Regions from separate parts of the Mus musculus genome. Here region 2 is linked to region 1. Evidence: chromatin contacts called from public Hi-C data. All regions are on one chromosome and are shown on one strand. The core of a region is the stretch at or near the end of the contact, and the rest is flanking DNA. Distances in the headings are between cores, read along the strand shown. Region 1 overlaps Pde4d (phosphodiesterase 4D, cAMP specific). Region 2 overlaps Pde4d (phosphodiesterase 4D, cAMP specific).

Evidence for each region. Hi-C and Micro-C count contacts between places; a contact is called where the count stands out from the background.
Region 2: a Hi-C map of uterus shows a contact between it and region 1, with 3 times the contacts expected there. The contact joins two enhancer-like sites. A contact is called at or near these places in 11 of 484 Hi-C or Micro-C datasets (Sertoli cells, bone marrow-derived DN2 thymocytes, cerebellar granule neurons and 7 more) and 3 of 115 datasets of contacts at active chromatin or transcription factors (the HPC-7 cell line, acute myeloid leukemia and forebrain).

The regions. Positions count from the first base shown.
Region 1 is chr13:109,227,993-109,234,433 of GRCm38.p6, forward strand. The region is part of intron 3 of Pde4d (phosphodiesterase 4D, cAMP specific); the gene reads left to right. Among named protein-coding and RNA genes, the nearest start is that of Mir582, 94 kb to the right of the region's middle. Within about 2 kb of position 1,444, at least 151 of the 459 cell types and tissues checked have an H3K27ac peak or open chromatin away from gene starts, as enhancers often do. A contact at or near this core is called in uterus, where this site is marked.
Region 2 is chr13:109,424,185-109,430,611 of GRCm38.p6, forward strand. The region is part of intron 3 of Pde4d (phosphodiesterase 4D, cAMP specific); the gene reads left to right. It overlaps Gm32703 (a long non-coding RNA gene), which reads right to left. Exons shown (of 3, transcript XR_003950566.1): 2 at 3,561-3,664; 3 at 982-2,618. Among named protein-coding and RNA genes, the nearest start is that of Gm32703, 14 kb to the right of the region's middle. Within about 2 kb of position 1,552, at least 7 of the 459 cell types and tissues checked have an H3K27ac peak or open chromatin away from gene starts, as enhancers often do. A contact at or near this core is called in uterus, where this site is marked.

The DNA.
Region 1 (6,441 bases), core at 194-2,693:
ATCTCCTCTTACGGGGAAGGTGCACAGATATCTGGCATTCGGACCTCCCTTCTGGCCAAAGATGAAGGCCCAAAACAGGACCTTTCCCAGAAACTGTGTTGCTTTGGCCTGTCACAGAAGCTGTTAGCTTCTGTAGTCCACACTCTCACCTGTGCAGACTACTTTTGGTGGAGTCCCGGATCCAAGATGGCTCCCGCCGATGCTGAGACAAAGTTCTCCCGGGCCAGGCAGACACCTGTCCTCTGGCCGGGAAGGTGGCCAGATGTCTGGAGCCGAAAAGGGGACTGCCTCAGAAGCTCTGTGGCTCCTGCCTGTCCCAGAAGCTGTTAGCTTCTGTAGTGCACACTCTCACCTGTGCAGACTACTTTCGGCGGAGTCCCGGATCCAAGATGGCTCCCGATGATACCCATCTAATGACTTCTTTTGTGATTGGGTTACCTCATTCAGGATGATATCCTCCAGATACATCCATTTGTCCAAGAATTTCATAAATTCATTGTTTTTAATAGCTGAGTAATACTCCATCATCCTTAGTGAGGTAACCCAATCACAAAAGAAGTCATTAGAGGTCCCCCCCTTTTTAAAGCTGTCTGTTCCCAGCTTTGACTGTGTCATAGAACTTGCTGTGGGTAGGATGCTGAAGCACGTAGCTGAGATCAATGAAGGGGTCACTGATGGCAACAATATCTATTTTGTCAGAATTGAAAGCACCCTGGAGACCAGGCACCTAATCTGACTAAATCTTCTCACTCTAACCTTCACCATCCTGTCTCATGGGTGAGGCTGGCATTTCAGGAGACGAAGCAGCTGTCTCTGGTAATGGGGAGAACTGGAGAACCTAAGACTTCACTTTAGGGTTAAGTTAATAGTTGAAGCTCAAACAGGCAGAGTTCATGAATCCAGGTAGTCATTCAGACTCTGGGGCTATTGGAGTCGGTGCTTCTGGGAGTCTGTGAATCGGTAGTCCAGGGAAAATCAGGGGGGAGTCAACAACCGAATAGAGAGAGTCATAATTCTCCATTTACATTACTGAATACATATATAACAATACAACTCATATTTATTGTATTTCTGTCCTTTCCATACAGGGTGTTTTAGATTGCAACAATATTGTATTGTAAGTAGATTCCTACACTAGTGTTATAAACAGATTGATGAAGACAACACTGTGGGCCTGCATCTGAGCCGTCTTGTGACCTAGTATGGGCTTTCAACTAGATTCTAATAATAAAAAACACTTACCACATATTTAGGTATCTCTAAGCGATTGTTTCCCTTGATACAAAGTGGAGAACACTAATACAGGTTTTCATGAATTGTTGGCCTTCTTTGTTAATTCATGTAGTTCTTCGAAATGGCCACTAGATGGTAGTCTTTAGTTAGTATTGTCACCTCTGCTCCATGATAGGAGCTTTGATTCTAACCAGAAACATTTTGTGTGTTCCTGACGCCCTTTTCCTCAGATGGGTGAGGCAAAGGGCAAGGACTCCGTGTGGTTCAAGAGTCTTCAGTCTTGAATCCTTAAATTTTCTTCTTCGTAGACCTTACTTTCGGATACTATTTATTGAACAATTTTATTTGTCTCCACTGTACCTTTAAGTGATGACTCTTTGAAGAGGGTTGAGGTCTGTACTTACAAGGGTCAAAAAGATAAGAGTACAAGGATAATATGTCAGGCGAAGAACAGGGACGATGAGCTTCGGGATCTGCTGTCACCCCAAGTAAATCCCAGAATTCCCCCGAGCTCTGCAATCATTCACCATCTTAGCTAGAGTTGCCGGACATTGATGCACCGTTGCCAAATACATGTGTGGTCTCTCTGGACAATCGGAAAAAAAAAAAAAGTTTTTCCTCTTCTGTGCTGAAGCCTTGTGATTTTTTTTCCCCCTAGCAAAACCAAACCCAGTGAGCGGCAGTTAACCCGCACTGGCTGTTTGCGCACTGTGTTCCAAGGGCTCTCTCTATTTGTCATGAGTCATCCAATTAACGTCAACTGTAATTATTTCCTCTTCATTTTCCCTTTCCACTGTTGAGTCTCCCGAAGTCACCAATTTCCTTAACTAATTTTAATATCGAAACCTGCATTTCAGGTTCTCCTACTTCACACAACCAAGAAAAAAAAGAAAAAAAGGAATGAGATGCCCTTTTCGATTTTACCCTGAGGTAGAGCAAATCCTTTGACACATTCTGAGAATTCTTCCTGTTCAGTTTTATCATCTGTCCGTACTTCCTTGAAGTTCACTTATGGCTGAACACACGTATTTGCATACGGACTCTCATAAAGTCATTTTCAGTAACTCTGCAATTGATAACTCTCCCAGATAGACACATAGTCCAGAGTTACCTGTTGATCTGTTTCGCTGCCTAAAAGGAGGAGGGCAGCAGTGGAGACAGGACGGACTCACCTGGGGGTAAATGTGAACTTTGGGGCCTTGAACAACAACAGGAAGCTTGGTTTCTGGCTGCTACCACATTAAAACTAGTTGAGGTTTTTATTGTTTGTGGGCTGTGGAAATTTTATTTCCTGGCGTCTAGTAACAGTTGGCGAAGATCCCCATTACCCTCACTGTGAGAAGAAGCCCCATGGTCACTCCACAGCTATTGAGAGCTGCTACACCCCCTCCTGCCCCACCCTGCCCTGCCCTGCCCTGCCCCACCCCAACCCCCCTTCCGCCGCCCAGAGACACAGCTGCCTCCTGACCACCGGAGGCTCCAGTTGGTTTAAGCAAGATTAGTTCAGCTTTGCTTAGCGAAGGGTCACTGTCTAGATCTGTCTTTTCCACACCAGAGAATCCCATGGTGGATTCAATGCCCTCACTCAAATTTCCCAGCCACCAGCCAAGTTCCCTTCTTGTCTCCTCCCCCACAAAATCTTGTTTGCACTGGACGTGGCAGTTATGCGTTATCGGGCTTTTTGATGGTCCGAGGAGCTCTTTATATTCACAAGCATTGCGCAATGGAATGCTATTTAGACACCCATGCTCTTTACAAGCAAGCTAGCATCTGTTTCAACAGCAAGTTGCTTGACCGTTTTTTTTTTTTTTCATCCCAGAGTTATTACAATCTCTCCCAACTCCTTCTCACTTAATGGTTTTTAGCTTCTCTCATGGTGTTTCTGCTCCAGTCACTTTTTGACTCCCCAAACTGCACAGATACTAAAAAAAAAAAACAAAAATAACCAAAACAACAGCAACAACAACAACCCGCTTGGTGTTTTTTAAACAGTACCAGGGGTCTTCCTAGAAGACACTCTGGGATACGGGTTCCCTGCTTTTCCTGCACAGAATGAGATTGGCCAAACTGGATTTCATCACCTGGCTCACATTTCATCAGGAAATTCTACTCAAGCAGTGTTAACATTCGCTCATCACGTCACAAATAATAATTGACCACCTAATTATAAAAAGGAAGGCATTCACTGCTCCGAGTATCAGGGGTGGAGAAAAGGCCTATGTGTCTGTGTATAGTTTTGGGCTCTAATAACCCCTACGAAGGAAGAGTATGTACTGACTTGAGAATCTGTTCCATGAAAAATGTTAGTTAGCTCGGCTGGCAGAATAGAACGCCACAGGCTGGGTGGTCTAAGTAGCCTACATGCATGTTTCTCTTGGGTCTAGAGGCTGGCAGGGCCTGCCTGCACAGCCTAGTCCTCATGAGAGCTGAAATCCTGTTTGGTTTTGTTGTTGTTGTGTTTGTTTGTTTTACCTCCTAAGCTTCCAGAAGAGCTTCTGCATTGTAAGCAGACTGGTCTCTGAGTGTCTCCGGGTGCTTCCGCAGATATACGGTCTCTAAAGTCAAGGAGGGAGCCTCAAGTATTCACAGAGCCAATTCATATTGCTAAAAGGTCCATAGGGAGACTCTCTAATGTTTCACTCATGGGTGGGTTAGTGGTTTCAGTAAAACTAGATACAACTCCCCAGGGACATTTATTTGATTGTTAAAGGCCTGCTCCGTAACTTGTCATATGGTTGTTTAGTGCAGAGCCAGCCCGTTCAGCATGCTGCCTTCGATTCTCTCTTATAGCATGCCACGATCATAGTTGCAGCATATCCGGTTTCTCCGGTTTCTCATTATCGGTATCTTTTCCTCACGGCCAGTGGGATCTCCCACTTCCTCTCGCAGAGTCTGACTCTCCAGAAGCATGCAGCTTAGTTGATCTTATCAGACACTACTTCCCCTACATCTCTAAATCCTGGGCTTTACCTCCAGTAGTCCAGACCACAGCTCAGGTAACAAGTGACCAGGGAGTGGCATCCTGATCCTGGAAACCAATTCCGAACCATCAAAGACAAGAGGACACAGCGAAACGTACGCAGACGTGATCTGATGCCGTGGTGACGTGCCCAAAGCAGGGTACGCCTTATCTTGAAGCAAGCATCAGGAAAGAATAACTGCTCGTGAGATCTTTGGAGCTTCTCTAGCCATAGACACATGTATGATTAAGTTTGATGTTTATATCTGATACTCTACTGCCTTCCGTACACCGGAAGGCTCCATTGTGAGCGAGAGAAAGAAAATTACATAAACAGAAAGTATGGTATAGAAGGAAAAAAAGAAACAACCCCACATTTAATTTTTTTTTTTGTTTTAATGCTTGCCTTTAATTTTGGTTTGTGCCTTTTTAAGTTGGATCTACTGTCTGTCCATAGGTAACATCTCCATGGTAAGCTTTAGCATGGCAGGTCAGTGTATCTCTCTGCCCACGGCAGTCCTGCTGTAGGGCCACTGGGGATCAGTACACAGCAGCGACTTGCTGAACGTCAGATCCCTCACAAACAGCAGAGCAGAGACTTGAGCCCACACAGCCTCGTCCTCATGTCTGGCTTCTTAATGCTAGATTACACAATTAGTAGATCTCTGTTTATTTTCCTAGTCATACGCTCTGCTTACATTTCCATAAATGGTAATTAGATTTCCCCCCCCCCCTTCTCTGGACTGTAAGTTTGTATAATTGAATTTTTATGGGCTTTTGCACCACTGGTGATATTTGTAATGGATTTATTTTTCAAAGTCAGGATGTTCAATGAATCCTATAATCTAGACATACCTCCCAACAAACTGGAGACCTCCCAGTTGATCTTTCATTGGACGAAAATTCTGTTCACCAAACATTTGATGTACCTCCTAGATTTGTGTTAGTATAGCATGGCAAACATTGGGGTTTGGAGCACAGGAGCAAGTTCCAAGTCAGGTTCTTCTTGGGTTGATCCGCTGAGGGCAGGCGGGACGAGTGTCTTTCTTCCAAGGTAGCAGGATTCCCAAGCATCAAGGCCTATGTACCACTTCAGCTTCAAATTCCCCTTTTAATCATAATGCCTTCCATATTGAACAGCTCACGTAATTATCTTACTTTAACTCGAGTATCTCTTTAAATACCTTCTCTCCAAATAAACAAAGCTACAATGTAAGTTAGCATCTCCGGGTAGTTTGGAGTGACTCATGAAGTCGTTAGCATCGGCCTCTCAGCCACAGCCGTTGTTTGTCCTACACTCACAAAGACAAGTCCATCCTTCTCCATCTTTCTCATGTGTGGAGACTCGTGTGCCCCTGAGAGGCTGATAGCTGTATGGCCTCAGCTGCTCCAGGGGCTGGAGATGCTTCCCAGCGACTGGTCCATGAGTTAACTATTTTACTTCTTCCTTGGGGATTTCCACCGAGAGCATTCGTTACATGAAAGGTTTAAAATGGCATCTCGGTTTGGGCTGTAGTCCTGTGACTAATGTGTACCGTTAGTCCAATGTCACACACAAAGAGGGAAATAATAAAAATTAAAGGGCTGTCTTTAACATAGTTTATCATAATTAATGATCAGTGCTCTATTTTGTGGGCACATGCATGTCTGTGTGGATGTGTGCACATGTGTGTGGAGTGGTTATGTGTGGATGAGTGAATGTGTGCTCACTTGCGAGTGTTTGGAGGGAAGAGGTCAATAGCTTCCTTTTCCACCTTTTATTTTTTTGGAGGCAGGAGCTCTCATCAATCCCGCTAGCTAGGCTGCCTGGACAGAAAGCTCCAAGAATCCTTGTCTCTGCCTTTGCCTCCAGTACTGGAATGACAGAAGGGCATTGCCATGTTCAAATTGTATGTGGGCCCTGGGAATCCAAACTCATGTCTCATGCTAACAAGGCTGGCACATTTCCCTCCAGTTGACTGGTTTTAAAACTGCACAATCTGTCTCAAGTGCCATAAGAACGTTTTGCTTTGCTCTATGTTTTTACTTGAAGATTTCCCCAGAAGGCATGCTGCTTGGAAGGACAATGCTTGTTTGTTTGTTTGTTTGTTTGTTTGTTTGTTTTAAATAGGGAAGGGCAAGGAGAGTGGTGAACAGTGCAAACAGTAGGAAAAAAATGACGCAATTCTAATGGACGTTTGTAGGTCAGTGGGACATGAGCCCTGAGGGGAAAACAGAAACCAGGCTGTGTGAGCAGGGGTAAAACAGGA
Region 2 (6,427 bases), core at 302-2,801, 200 kb after region 1:
CAGTGGCAGAAATCCCACAGCAAAATCCATCCTTGTCCGCACTCTGTGGTTATACAAGCCAGGATTCTTTCTAGACTAATGAAGAAATCGTTGAAAAATATTAGGCGAACATGCAGTTCTGGAAGGGAAAGGCAGTTCTTTGGAAGGCGGGGCTATCTGTGGCTACAGTATTAAGGAGGAAAGGAATGTGTAGACAATTTCTTTTCTGCATCCAGAATTTGAAAGAACAAGGGTAGATCTAGCCCGTCTCTTTTAAGAAAGCCCACTTCGTGAGAAACAAGCCTGTCCTCCTAGCTGGGTCAACCATTGAAGGAGTTTTTATTTATTTAATCAGCTGCTTCTTACCCCAGCAATGTGTCTGGGACAGAGTCAAGCAAATCATGTACAGGTTGTCTGTTAGGGTCTCACCAAAAAAAAAAAAAAAAAAAAAAAAAATCCCCCCTCTTCTTTCCTTCTTTCATGATCGTCCCTGAGTTTGGTTGTCTGTGTTCAACTGTCTTGAATCTCTCACACTCTAAATTCCAGCACACTCAATTCTAGCACTCTGACCGCTAAAGGTATGCTGGGCTTCTCCCACCTCCTCCTCTCACCTCCCTCCATCAGTAGCTTACTTTATCCCAAGATAAACATTGCCCTCCCAGTCCAAGCTCACTCTATTTCGCTGCTCTTTTCCTCTCTCCTGCTTGGTATGCTCGTTTAGTCAATTTGACCAAAAGACTTTCCTGGCAGCTAAAAAAAAGAAAAAGAAAAAGAAAAAAAGAAAACCCAGGGTCACTTAATAGCAATCCAATATTGTACTCTTTGCTGTTTCTGTAAAATGTACAGAACTATTCAGTGATTGGATTGATTTTTAATGATCTAAGTGATCAGGTGTCTCAAAGCTGTACTGCAGCAGCTCGATAATAACGTGGAGGGGGAGGGGCTTGGACACTGGACAGTGCTAGATGAAGAGTCCCACAAACACCAGCCAAGTAGACAAGATAAAATGTAAGCCATTGCCAAAGTTGTTTATTAGCCCTTTTAAAGTAGCCTAGCTACTTTAATTTTCAGATGGAATGAGAAGGAACTTGATGAAGGCTTAAAGAATAGCCAAAAAGGTTCAGGGATCAAAACCTAAAGCTATGTTTACTGCTGACATGCGCAGAATGCTAGCCAAATCTCTCTCCGTGTCCCCAGATAGTATGTTGGTATTCCAAAAGTAGGGTGAGATATTGGTCTTTTTTAAAAAAATACAATAAAATAAACTTGAGTGAGGTCAGCTTGACCCATACTGATTTTACATGTGGAAGAAGAAAGAGAAGCAGGGGTGAAAGAGGTGAACAAAGAATAATGAACGACTATGAACTCATCTTTGGGTTACCCCGCCGTGCAGCGTCAAGAGACCTGTTTAATTATCCAGTGTCTGTCTGTCTCGTCCCGAAACTTATAAACCTGCAGGGCTTTGGGTGGGGGTTGGGGGACAAAGTAAGTAAGTGAGAGAGGCAAGTCAAGTGTTGATCATATTGTCTGGCACTGACCAGCTACACGGCTCGTAATTAATTCTCTGCTCCACTGTACCGGCTCCCAGGTCCCTCCCAGCCTGTTTCTTGTCCATAGGACAGTGCTGGCTCCCCAGCACGATGTGTAAATGGAGGTTTGGAATCCAATCTCCTTCCACCCGTTTTATGTCTTGGCCCCGCGGCAACTTCTCTAGATTCTTTGATCTTATTCTCTCTTACTAAGTGAGAGGTAGTAATACTGGCCTTACCGCTGTCGAGGGAAATGACCAGTGTGAGCCTTAGCGCACAAAGCGCTCCCTAGAAGAGAAGCTCAAAGGCATGGGAGCTGGATTGCACTTCTCCCCTTTTCTAAGTTGCCTGTTCCTAAGTGCTAGTAGAGAGAAGTTAATTAGTTCTTCATGCTAATTATTCATTGGGTGCCCTCAATTAATGCAGTGTATCCTTTTGAGAAACTCAGCTCAACTGATGTTAGTGGAGATGTACAGATTGGGAGCTTACACGGGCTGATTTAGGACTCACTCTGAGACAAGGACTTTTTCTAAGTGTGTGGTTCTAAAAATACTACAGCACTCTTACTCTGTGTGGGTGTGGGCGAGGCAGAGCGGGTGTAGCAACAATCTTACATAGTATTGCTCTCCGTACTCAGGAGATGCTACCCCCCCCCTCGCTTTGCTCTCTGATGCTAATTACTGAATCAGAGCAGACATGTCAGTAACAGATGAGTCTCACTGTGTCACCACTGTCCAATGTGACAGAAGAGGACATTTCCCAATACTGCTGGAAGACGTGACCAAAGGAAGTCTTAGATGATTGTGTGAAAGGCATGTCTTTGTCCTTAAGATGATATCTCCTATCTCCTCTCTCTCTCATATATATATATATATATATATATCCTTCATATCCTTCATATCCTTCATATCCTTCATATCCTTCATATCCTTCATATCACAAGAAATCCAATTCTCACTGAAGAATGGGCCCCAAGACTGTGGAGTTGAAACCTTTGCTTGAAGATGTTTCTGGGACAAATCCGATTTGGCTTTCCTCACGATGATGGTCTTTCTTGTGTTTTTCAAATATTGGAAGGACTTTGGCAGCAAAGTAAATCATTGTATGAATCTGGGTTGGGGAGAGGGGGTGAAGCATAAAATAAGAGATGAAGTCACATTTGTGAGTTATTTCTACGTTCTATAATAAGCCTTGAAGAATAGCAATCCTATTAAAATGCATGCAGAGTTTACAAGGGCTGAAAAGTTAAGTACAAAAATAAACTATTGTACAGAACCATTCCAAAAATTATAAATAGATAGAAAAAAAGAATGAACCTTTGTTTGGCAATTATAAATTTATTTTTGTCCTCTGGAAAAAATCAAATAAGACTCACATTTTATAATTATTATCTTTGTTTACAAAAAAAAAAAAAAACACTTTGAGCACGTGTCAGTCAGTGACCACTTTAGTGTCTTCAACTTTATTATATACCTGGAGTCTGGAATTCCCTGGGATGTAGGTAAAAGGTCCTTTGTGTCCTACTCAAGTTTAATAATAATAATAATAAGCAGAGAATTAGATGTAGGAGTTTTAGATTTATAGACAATGCTAGGATAAATATCCATATGTTGTATAAATGTTTGTATTTGAGAGATAATATATACATATACATACACACACATATATATATACACACATACACCTGTATATACACACCACACATATTCAAATGTTGTACATTAAAAATGCACAGCTCTTGTGCCTATGAACTGCACAGGTCTGCCCATCCCCCACCCTCTCCATATCATTGAATACTACATTTGCCCCCTCGACACTATGACAGTCCCTGGACTTCACTGTAGTTATATTTCTTGGGTTTCTACAGAGGTTCACCTTCTAACTGCGTACTAGCTGCTTCTGTCTCTCCTTCTCTGGTGCCTATTTGTAGCGTCTCTCACATTTCTCTCAGGTTGTTGGTTTTGTGTGAGTTAATCCACAGGGTCCCTTTAAGGTGAGTAATGAAAAACTCGCCTCCTATGGCTGACTTTCCAGCCGCCACTGCCAACTTACCTTGCGTCAGTGGCGGGTAGTGCTTTCGTTCCTCAGCCTCCTCAGATTTCCACACTGCAGACTGCCTTCTCAGCTTCACCATTCTCACCATCTAGGTCAGCAAGCTATGTGGGAAATATGTGACAGACTCAAGGAGAACAGATACAACAAATTCTACTCTCATATATGCCCTAATTAATTAAAGCTGTCTAGTCAAACCTCAGATGGATCCAAGACAAATAAATGATTTTATTTTCTAGAGAAAAATCAACATTATTCAGTAAACATTAAGGAATTTGGACAAAGTAATCAGAGCCAAAATGAACCCCAATAACACAAACAAAAACAAGGAATCTGTGTTCTTCTTGCCAAACCTCTTTTTCTCCAGACACCCTGTGAGCCTCTGACACAAATAAGTTCATTTATATTTGGAGGTCTGAGATGTAATAGAGAAGCTAGAAGTGAATCTTAGAGGATGCTGGAGATGGAGAGTGGGGAGAGACTGTTGGTCCAAGGGATAAAGTTGTCCCAGGACTGATCTTGACAATGACAAATCCCTGAAGTGTTTATGGGGAGGGGCTGCATCAGCGCACTGAAGCATGTCACCCCACAGCAAGAGAAAGGCAGTTCACCCAGCAAACTGAGTGCGTCTGTGTTTGTGAACTGACAAGAAATCATCACAAGCCAATGACAATGACATGGGCTGGGGAGGAGTTAAGATTAATGATTCCTCATTATGGAGTGTCATTAACACAATGAGGAAACAAACCGAATTTTCCTGCAGCATCCTCCTTCCCCATCCCATTTGTCTCCCTGGGAAGAACACTCCTTACGACTTGACCTGTGGGTACCAAGATTGTAAGACACACCTTCTTGTAGTATGAAGAACAGTTAGTTATGATAGCTTAGGCCAACAGTTCACAATTAATTCCACCTAGGACTTGTTACATTAACTCATTATTCTGTTGACATTCTGAATGTGCTGGTCTGCAAACATATTGTTGTCAGAGGTTAGCCACCCACTGTTTCTCTGAAAGTGATGTAGTCAGGCACACCCACATCATATTGTGGAACAGTAAAGTAGAGGTCCACTTGGTCTTCTGTATCAGCATAAAGAGCAGTTAGGTTTGCACAGGACGACTGATAACCCACAAATCATCTTCTGATGTGTCTGAGATGGGATGTGGTCCTTGGCATGAGTATCATCAATGCAGTGACAGAGGAGGAGTCATTTGGGTCCTCTTGCAACCTCCAATGAGAGCCAAGCCATGATAAGGATGGAGACACCGACTGCGCACAGCTTTTGTTTGTTTTTGTTTACATTTGTTGTCACAGGTGTCGCGGCACTGTAACTGTTGTTGCTGTTCAGTAATAGCAGTTGCAATTCTGAAAATTAACGTAAATGTTTGCTGCTGAAGGTGCTGTGTGTGTGAGTGAGTGTGTGAGTTCACCCATCTATTTGGAAAGAAAGGGGCAGAAAATGTAAGTCTCTCATTCTCTCCCATATAACTTCCTTGAGTGTATTACAGTGGGATTTCACTGTGACCTGTGACAGAGAACATGATTTGACTAGAAGTTTAGAACTCCCAGTGTGATGGATAAAGACAGATAAATAAGGAAGCTGTCGTGAAGTTTCATGACACAAGTATTCAGGGGCTCATTCTAAAGAGAATCACCTGAGTTTTGCTTGGCTGTTGTACCATATTGCACGGTTACTCATAATGATTCCTTATTAAGACAATATAGGTTTGCCTAGCCAAATCCAAGGTCCAAAAGATAGAAAGGAAGTTAGAGAGCTAGCCCTGAACCTTTTCCTTTTTACCTTTCTCCTCAAGAACATCTGGGGGAAAACATTTGATTCCCAGTAGTAAGGGTGTGTTGGACCAGATCACTAGAAACCCAAGAGCTTGTTGCGAACCTGATGAAGCAGCAGCATTTGGAGCAGGGAACCAAGCCTGAGTGACAGGAGTTATAGCCACAGGCCCAGCAGGGCTGCTGCTGCTGCTGCTTGGTCCACAGAATCACCGGTTACACTTCCCAACATTTGCCAGGCTCTTACTGTGAGATGCCATCTCATGATGGTACCAACTGATGAGGAAATGGAAACAAATAAACAAACAAACAGCACCACCATCACCCCCATCTATCCTTTTATCTCTTCTCTTTCTCACTTTCTAACCCCAGCACAACCAGAGCCAATCATATCTGGGCAGGATGGGGAATCCTCGGAAGAGGAAAGGATATCCTGTCCTCTCCCCCAGCAAATAACTAGTGTGTGAGGTCCCAACCACAGGGTTATACATAAGGTACAGTATGGGGTTAGAATTTGGAGCAAGCATTCTTGTGGCCAATTGTAATCTTAGTTGCTATAGATTTAAGAATGTACATCTCTGGTAGTGCTCTGAAACAAACCACAAAATGATGCCCACAAGCAAACCTCAAAGAGCAGTGGAAACTGAAGAACATGTGCCAACACGTGTCCCGTGTTCTTGTTTTCAACAAAGGTGTTACGTGTCCAGTTTTGCCCAGTGGCAAATATTTTAAAGTGCCTTGATACCTTACTATATCTGTGCTTTCAGACTTTCCCTTCCTAGCTCCCTCTAGTTCTCTTCCACTCTTTAGATGCCTATGTCCCAACAGAGCCCAGAAGTGTGCAGCAAAGGTATAGAAAGGATGGCTGGCTGGACGGGATGTGACAGCCCTTCTCACCCATCTTCATGCTTGTGTTTTCCTTTGTCTCTTCATCCTTTCTCCCTTCTCACTCATAGGATGGAACTTTATGAATGTCATTGCCCCTGTCCCTATAGTTTATAAAGAGGAGACAGAGAGAACAGGGCCATGTGGATGCTAGACCTGTCTCCTAGTAAAGAAAACTTACCCACCCTCCC